Linked DNA regions of Mus musculus: region 1 is linked to region 2. Evidence: chromatin contacts called from public HiChIP or PLAC-seq data. All regions are on one chromosome and are shown on one strand. Each heading gives the region's core, a stretch centred on a gene start, on an enhancer-like site or on the middle of the called end of the contact. The rest is flanking DNA. Distances are from core to core; before and after follow the strand shown. Region 1 has its middle 130 kb from the start of Gm41044. Region 2 overlaps Pik3r1 (phosphoinositide-3-kinase regulatory subunit 1).

Evidence for each region. HiChIP or PLAC-seq counts read pairs in DNA pulled down with a chosen protein or histone mark.
Region 1: a RAD21 HiChIP or PLAC-seq map of pro-B cells shows a contact between it and region 2, with 4 times the contacts expected there. The contact joins two enhancer-like sites. A contact is called at or near these places in 1 of 15 datasets of contacts at CTCF or cohesin (pro-B cells), 7 of 484 Hi-C or Micro-C datasets (the G1E-ER4 cell line, Th17 cells, cerebral cortex and 4 more) and 4 of 115 datasets of contacts at active chromatin or transcription factors (bone marrow-derived macrophages, embryonic stem cells, fibro-adipogenic progenitors and 1 more).

The regions. Positions count from the first base shown.
Region 1 is chr13:102,141,377-102,146,125 of GRCm38.p6, forward strand. No RefSeq gene overlaps it. Among named protein-coding and RNA genes, the nearest start is that of Gm41044, 130 kb to the left of the region's middle. Within about 2 kb of position 2,660, at least 16 of the 459 cell types and tissues checked have an H3K27ac peak or open chromatin away from gene starts, as enhancers often do. A contact at or near this core is called in granulocyte-monocyte progenitors and pro-B cells, where this site is marked.
Region 2 is chr13:101,735,192-101,739,514 of GRCm38.p6, forward strand. The region is part of intron 2 of Pik3r1 (phosphoinositide-3-kinase regulatory subunit 1); the gene reads right to left. Among named protein-coding and RNA genes, the nearest start is that of Pik3r1, 31 kb to the right of the region's middle. Within about 2 kb of position 1,645, at least 65 of the 459 cell types and tissues checked have an H3K27ac peak or open chromatin away from gene starts, as enhancers often do. A contact at or near this core is called in granulocyte-monocyte progenitors and pro-B cells, where this site is marked.

The sequences.
Region 1 (4,749 bases), core at 1,410-3,909, 410 kb after region 2:
AAATCTTGACTGAGAGACATTGAGGCTCAGTTAATTGGTAAATGCAGAGGGCAGGAGTCGCTGGGCAGCCTGAAAGCTGGAGAGTTAGTTTGGTACCACATGACTCACGGAGCAAGGGCTTTTCTTAGAGCATCGCTGGCCACTGGATCTTTAATTTTACCTCTTAACTTTCCTTTGTTTTGTTTTGTTGTTGTTGTCTTTCTATCAGATTTTATCCGAATAAAATAATTGTGAGTTCCTGATTCATGAACTGCCATTTTTCCAAAGTCTACAAAAGTCTTACTCTGTTTGTGGTTAAAGCAAGAGCTGAAGAATTTAAAGGCCAGCTCTGTATGCTCTTGGTATGGAGAAAAGGGACTGAAGACAGAACCGAATGAGTTACTTAATAATCATTTGGAGAGTGGTCTCTCTTTTTTTTTTTAGTGGCTATTCAAGATAGCAACAAAATTTTGGTGACCACTGTGTGTTAGCCCGTTGATTACTCACCCAGGCTCATTAGACCAGTTTCTGGCTCCATACTACGGGCGTTGCCTGCATGGGTATTTCACAGCGGTAATGGCAGTTTTTCATCCTGGTCCCTGCACAAACAAGGCAGTGTCCGGCATGAGCTTGAACGACTGTTGTTTAGTCTCACACTTTACCGAAATGTTTTAAAATGTTATCTACTGCAGTTCAAGGTAGTCCGCGTCATGAGAGCTGCTGATTAACGCTGTGAACCTGTGTTTCGCTTTGCTATTGCACCCTGAGGAGAGCTGAGCCTATGACTTCAAGTTTACCAAGCCAAATGTACAGATGACCAGCGAGTTAGCAATGAGAAAGCACATTTGAAAGGCTCTGAAGTCCACTGAAGCTTACACGGATGTCACCGGTACTTAGCTGAGGGGTGATGACGTTGTCCATTCAGGACTGTGCGGCCTGGACGTATGTGAACCTGTGGACAAGCAGGTGCTTCCACACCAAGGCATGGAGGCTCTGTAGCCCTGGATAAGCACACACAGCTGTGACTCCCTCCATTCTCACATTTCTGGGCAGAAAATTCGCCCCAGGAAAATACAGTGTGAGCTGGCAGAGCAAGATATGGTAGACTGAGAAGCAGAGACGGGAGAGGGCAATGGGGTCAAGGCTAATGGCAGAGTAGCGGAGGAGAGGCGACGGTCTGAGATGAGCATCGGGTCTGACAACCCTGCATTATGTTGTCAAATGCTAACCCAAGTGACTCCCACTCTCTCTCTCAGACTGTGGGAAAGAGAGACGGTGACCAAATCTGGGTTCCCACATCATTCTTAGGTGACCGTATCTCTTCAAATGTGAAGCAGGCGATAGATTACATCAGCCTGAGACGTGGAGTGGAATCCAGGTAGAAAGGACCTGATACAGGAAAATGGCGAAGGTTGCCTACACACAATTGCATGCATTGGGAAATTGACTCTCCTGAAAAGCCTCCTCCTTACACTGCCCCACGCATTGACGAAGTTTCCTGTTACCGAGTGTCTGTTCTTGTATATGACATGGCAAGTGACAATAACAGACATGCACACTGGCATACCAGATGTCTGCTGCTTAGAGGGCCCAGCTGTGTGTTACGTATTAGCCGTTAATACAGAAAGGTTCCACAGCAGAAATGGACACCTTCTATACAGAACGCAGTATTGCCCTTTGCTAAGCCCCCATAGTAGTGCTGGCAGGACATCCTACGGAAAATTGCAGCCGCCATATTGCCTTCTGGCCAAACACAGAGCCTCTGCAGCATGACTGAGGGACGTTTAGGCAACACTTCCTTGTTGTCTTCCAACATTTGTCCTTAGGTACCCTAGGGCTGTCCTCCCACCCACACAATCGCCATGATGATGCCAGTGGTGAGCTAGTGTTCCTTTGTTCTCTACTCCAGCCATGCCAACCTTCTTATATGTCTTCCTTATGTGAATATAAGTCCCACATACTTGGAAGCGCTAGGCTACGGGGCAACTCAGGGTTCAGGCTTTGCTTGCACATATCCCATCCACCCTACACCCCCATCCCTGTGGTTTCTTTACACTGTTCTGACTTACTTCCCTTAAAGGTTTTTTGTTGTCTTTGGTTTTTGTTTGTTTGCTTGTTTTTTTGTTTTTGTTTGTTTGGTTTTTTCTACCTAAAAATATAATCTTCAGTCTGGAGAGATGGGTCAGAAGTTAAGAGCACTGGCTCCTCTTCCAGAAGTCTCAGGTTTGATTCCAATACCCAGAGGGTGACTCCGCACCACCTGTGAATCCAGTTCCAGAAGATTCCATTCCTTCTGCCTTCTTCAGGCACCAGGCATGTACATTGTGAAGAGACACATGTGTAGACAAAACGTTCACATAAAATAATTAAACAGATATTCGTCTTCTGGTTATTTTGGTGTTAGTGTTTGTATGCTGTTGGGCTTCTGGTTGGTACTGATTTCTAGTACAGGGCTATGGCTTGATGTATGGTAGAGGAACAAATACTTACTAACTGAATAGATGAAGGGATACATGAAATGAATTCATTGGCTTGGTCTGCATGGCTCAGTGAGGCGGGGTGGGAGAAGTGACTCAATCAGGTCTTTGGATTTCAAATTCCATGCTGTTTCTTGGACACATGGTTGCCTCTATTGCAAAACTTACATTTGGTTTCAGTGTTTATTCCTGAGAAAAAGAAACTAATTGAGACAGGAAACACGGGGCCCCTGTCACATCCTCCTGGGGGTGGAACTGTGTCACAGACTAGCATTTTCTTTTTTTCTTTTCCCCCATTGAAAGTATTGGTTTTTACAAACAACATGCAAAGGTTTGACACCCCACATCACAGCCACTATAGGCACAGATCTTCTAAGTCCTTCTTCATAAAGTTGGGCCATCTCCAAGCAGCCCCCAATGGCAAATAATACCATGGGCAGGGTCTTGAGGAAGACAGTGCCTTCCAGTCTTAATATTAAGTGAGCAGATTATAATCCCGACTTGAGCATGGTGTTCAACCAGTCTCTGTATATGACTTTTCCAACTCCTCCATCTGCACAGCAGAAGCAATCCTGTCCCTTCTGACATTTCCATATCTCTTTCCTCACAGGATACACACACATAAAAGATTAAACACATTTTTAGACCCCATTATTTATTAAGTATGCATTAATGATTTACACTACCATATTAAGAATTTTCAGATATGGAGTGATAATGTGCTCATTATGTAAAATTTTGACGACTAAGCTAAGTGAGAATGCCATTCATAACCTCTGCCAAGCTTATAGATGAGCTGTGGAATCACTTAATCAATCTCAGGAAGAAAAAAGTAGTTACTGAAACTGCATTTCGTATTTCATGATCATATTTTATAAAAGTCACAGTTTAAGTTTTAAGGCATGGACGTGTTTGTGGTATTTAGTTTCGTGTCAATAAACATATCACATATTTACACTTTTGATTTTAAGAATATATCTCACTACACATGTGCATAAATTATAAATGTGCATTTGTACATAACACCTGTTAAAGTCACGAAGAAAATTCAAAATTTTACAGATTTCTATAAAAAGACCCATTTGTCTCAATATCATGCATGTATGAAAATATACATCGAATAGAGGTTAAGCATTTTGTAAGCAACTTTATTATGTCTTTGTACTTGATATTTGTTCAGAGTTCTATTTTCTATTATTATATGATTAGTAGCATACAATAAATAACATTTAACTATTGTCCTACTGACGGCTCTCCTGGAGTTTCTAGTTTTGTTCTCAGCATTAGCATCTCTCTAAGATGGATGGCTCAGTGGATAAGGTGCTTGCACACACATATGAGGATCAAAGTTTAAATCCCGAGAGCCTACATACAAGTTGGGCAAATGTGGAAGCCTCCTGCAATCTCATCACTCAGGAAGCAGAGACCAAGGATTCCTAGAACAGGCTGGCTAGCTAGCTAAATTGGTGAGTTCTGGGTTCTGAAAGTCTTCCTGACTTAATAAAAATAAAGGAGAACACTATCAAGAAAGAATCAATTTCGAGCTTCCATATGCATATGCATGTGCACACACATATATGTCCACCCATACACACATGCATAGACACCACACACATTTGACTTCTAAATATTATTGAAATTAGAATCTTTATGGTTCACATAGGTATCTCTGATTACTTCCTCTTGACTTAAAGATTGACATATATCAATTTCTCAGGCAGCCTTGATACATTCCAACACACACTGTTTTGGAAAGATTGAGCTAATTAAAGAATCACCATTTATCATATTAAAGGCTTAGAATGTCCTCTAAAAGCCCCTGTGTGAAAAAAACTCAATCCTCAGCCATAGTTGCTAATGAGAGAGATTGTAACCAACGAGAGTATAAACCAGTGTAATCTTTAGACCATTGAAGGTACACTTTAAGGGCACTGTGGGATTCCTGTTTTTGCTTTTGGACCATGACCTCTTTGCTCCATTACAATATCCCACTATTGTGTGCTAACCCCTCATATTCCACCAAACAGAGGACTAAAAACAATGTCCATCTAATCCTAAATTGACTATTAAAACTGTGAGCTAAAATAAACCCTTTCTCAGTTTAGAAAGCTGTCTACCAAATGGCTGGCCCTTGCTTTGTTTGCTGTTGCTAACTCATAGGAAAACATGGCATCCAACCCTAATGGTAGTTCAAAAAATTTTAGAGTAATTAAACTGGAGAAGCAGGCCAATAAGTGTCTCTTGTGCTCACACCAAATCCTGGTCTTCAACTGCTGTTAAGTGACTTGACTAT
Region 2 (4,323 bases), core at 395-2,894:
TGATGTGTTATTAATAATAAAAATTGTTATACTGGTGCTTTCTAAGTTCAAGCTGTCCTATGTGTTTGTGTGTGTGTGTGTGTGTGTGTGTGTGTGTGTGTGTGTGGAGTGTGGAGTGGGTGAGTATGTGTGTGTGTCCACCCAAGACCAAAGGAACTCTTTCCCCTGTTTGCAGTTGCTTGAGAATTTTCCACGAACCACCTCCCTTTTTTTGTCAAATGCACCTTATGACATTATACAACTCTGGAGAGATGCCACTACTTAAACCTCTAAATAGTGCACATGGTCAAATTAACCAGATCCCAGCACCAAGAGCCACCAGTTGCCCGTTCTACAGAGCCTGTCTCATGTCAGCTGGGCAGGAAATACCAGATTCCAAAGGCTGGAATGAAAGAAAGCCCAAACCAACCACAGAGTTACAAAATCAGCCATCAATTTGTCTAATTAAAACTCCATTTAATATTTCATTAAAATGGAATTCTGGTGGTCTCAAGAAATATGCATTTAAAAGAGCTATGTAGCCACTTCTTAAATACCTATCATGACTTACAGAGACCGGCTACGGCCAATGATCCTGGGCTTAAGGTTCCTAAAGAATCATGCATTTTCATATATTTTAGCCAAGAACTTTACCAAAAGAACCTCTCCGTGACCATCGCACCACCTGGAGCGTGGGCCGAACTTTTCATTTTATTTCTCTCTTTGGCCAATAGATGGCAACCTCTATTGGGCAGGAGAATCAGATTCAGAGCAGGCAGGCAGGCATGTCCTCCCTCCCACCAAGACCCAGCACATTTTTTCTTTTTTTCCTTTTAAGCATTGAGCTATTTCATAATGAATTAGTGAGCAAGAAAACAAAATATTTTTAAGTTATTTTGCTATTGCAACTCTGACTTTGTAAAGGAAAATGGAGTTCTGAAAAACCAAAGGTTTTCCTCAAAGAGGAAATGGACACACTAAATGGACAAAGCAGAAGTGAACTGCAGCTCTGGGTATGGTTTTGCCAGTACTATGCCCTCTGAAGATACAGTATGGAGTCAACTAAACTCTGCCTAACAGATCCATGACCCTGGAATGGTTTATACCTAAGTGGCACAAACAGTTGGGCCTGATTGCCTATACTTATAATTCTAGCTCTAGAGAAGCTGAGGCAGGAGGATTATCATGAGTTTAGAGGTCAGCTTGGGTGTGTGTGTGTGTGTGTGTGTGTAAAGTATTAGTCTCCTAGGACTAAAGAAGAACAGTCTTGGAAAACAAAACAAGAAACAAACAGAAAACAGAACTAGATACTATTGAAGCAGGCAAAGGAAAACATGAGTAGAGACTCCTAATGAGCATCATTCAAGCAACAATGTTCCATGTTAAATGAAAACTCTGTGCTAAGAAACGAAACCATTCCAGGTTCCAGGGTGCCTGCGCCTGGGAAAGCACCGAGCTGTGGAGAAAAACGCATTTTGCCACAGAACACAGCTGGTCCTGTCTGCCTTCCACGGACGAGGAGGAGAACTCTCAGGTGAGGTAGAAGAGGCAGCTGGTCTAAACATGACAATTCTGCTGTCATTTCTCCCTCAAACACCGACAAAGAGAGCGTCGAAGCGTTTGCTATCTCCCATGATCTCCTGCTTTGTGCGTGGTTTCAGCTGTTTAACTTGGCCCTTGGCCTCTATTTCCTGTGGCCGGGCAATCTCAATTCCTTTCATTTTCGTCAGGTTCAAACATATCACTTAAGTCTAAGAAACACTGAGTGTGTGTGTGTGTGTGTGTGTGTGTGTGTGTGTGTGTTCAATGTGTCCTTTCTGTTTTGAGAATTATCATCAATGAGCCTTAGGTCCTGGGGTCTTCTGGGAGTGGAGGTGTGTCTGAGAGAGCTCCCACACAGCTCATTCCTGGCCATCGATCCCATTTTACAGATGAGAAAGCCAAGGCTATGTATGTTATGGTACCATCTTTAGGTCATGCAGCAAATACTTCACAGTGACTAAGACGGACTCTCAGCCAAGGATGCCACTGGAAGTTTTTAATGCCTGACTTATTTACAAGTTCACCATGTAACTGAGACCATAGTGCAATGGCTACCCCTTTGGCTGTACAATAGCAGAAACCAATCTTCATCCCAGGCACTTTACACCAGATTCAAGGGCGCACACATAATAAATGATGCAGAAGCCAAACAGTTTGTCTTTCTTTTTTTTTTTTTTTCCTCTAAAGTATATTTGTACAAATTCCCAAATGTCCCGAAAAACTGTTCCTACTGCTGACTGTGTCCGTTTTTACTCTAATTAAGAACTGTCAAAGACAACTGGGAATGGCCAATGTACTTGAGTAGTCTAAATTGCTTTGTTCTACAGATTCTCTTTGGCGAGAAAACGAGATGGGTAACAAGGATTGTTCTGTGCTATACATGGAGGATGTTGAGATGGGATCTTCCATCCCAGAGACAGCAGCTAGGTCTGAGAGTCAACCTGAGGCGCGCCACTTGGATGCCCGGTTTAATCCCGACAGGAACTGTGAGTGAGTTCCCCCTTCCATTCTGCCCCTTTTCGTAAGAGGCTGAGAGAGTTGCCTCTGTGGATTTCCCAGAAACTCTGTCAAACCCACGGGAGGGGCAACGCAACAACAGCATCTGACAGAGTTTTAAAGAGAACACAGCAGAAGTAAGCGCTGCTCTTTACCTCTGCTTCTAGTCACCTGTATTGATCAGAGCAACTCAAACGAGAACCTTTCTCCAGAAAGGACACTGATTGCTCTGCCACTATTACTGGAAAACGAAAAACATCAACAACAATAGGTCTCACCAGTTAACTCTCCAGAAACAGTTAGCCAGCTAATCAACACAACATTAATATATTTAGCATGAGTTATGATTGTGGTTAAAGCTAAAACGTCTTTTTGGTACCCACAAAAATTTAATTTATTACTTGACGTAAAATAAAATATGCAATTAGAAAAAAATTTTTTCCATGAAGCCCACTGAGTGTAGCTTAATATTTCTAATTAAAATAAATAAGCCCCAACGTCTTTAATTATGACCCATTTAGGTAAGACTTTCGACACATGCTTTCTGCTAAATCCTACTGAAAGAAAAAAAAAAAATTTCCATCACTCAGGCCTGTCTCCACGTAAATATACTCAATTGCTTCATGCTTCTGATTTTTTCTTCTACTAGGTATCCAGAAAAAGAAAACCTCGTTAAATCATTTCAATTTTAAAAGGTTTTAATATAAACAGAAAACTAAAAACACCACTCAGGATTTCAGCGTGCAGAACTTTTATTTGCCCTTGATAAGCACATATTGTCACTTTTATGTATCTGTCAAATCCACAGGAACGTAATCCCAACAGAGAATATAATGAATGTAGTCACAGAAAACTCCAAATTAATGATTTAATTTAAACTTCAGCTGTTTAATCTTTTCACTGTAAGAGACCAGAATATTTTATGCTTGATCCCAGAGGATTAGGTAGTGACCATAAAGAAAGGAAACTGGGGTTATGGGGTTACTCAATTGTCCATGAAGCCTAAGAAACCATTTTATTTGACGGCAGAGGGAGGTTGAGACAAGTTTTCTCTGTGTGACCCTGGCTGTCCTGGAACTCACTCTATAGAACAGGCTGGCCTCAAACTCAGAGAGTCATTTGCCTCTGCCTCCCCAGTGCTGGGATTAAGGGTGTGACCCACTAAGGTTCAACTAAGGAACCATTTTATACACTTTCAATTAAGCAGTCCTTTGTCGCTTGGGTCCACTCGATTGTGCAACAATTGGCAGGCTGTCCACTCTGGGTGCCAAGGATGATCAGCCTCTGATCCGAACAGCACCTGCTTTATGTGGAAGGCTGGGGCTGGGGCCAGCCTCGCAGCAAGGCGAGTTTTTGGTAGCGAGCATGCTGAACCAGTCTCTTCCACAACCTGTTGACAATGGCTTACACTTATTTTCTCCAGCAGTCATTTGGGAAAGATACAACTACTGGTGCAAACTCCTACTTAGCTAGGCTATTCCTGCCCTGTGCTGGAAACAGAAATCTATTTTTTAATATTTTATTTAATAGTTATACCTGCATATACATTGATCAAAGTCCACTCTTTCCTCGCCTCCACTACACTTCTCCCAACTTCATGTTGTTCTTTCTTTTTCTTTTTCTTTTTTTTAATTTCCCCCAAAATTTCTGCAGATGTGTGTTACACGTCCCATGAAGGCTGCAGCTCAAGAAAGCAGGGGCTCACACACCAGTCACCCACTGCAGCACTCAGAGCTTCCCAACCGTCCCTGCCCTCTTCTCACTGAAACTTCCCTTCAAGAATTTTGTAGGTTATGACCTCTATGG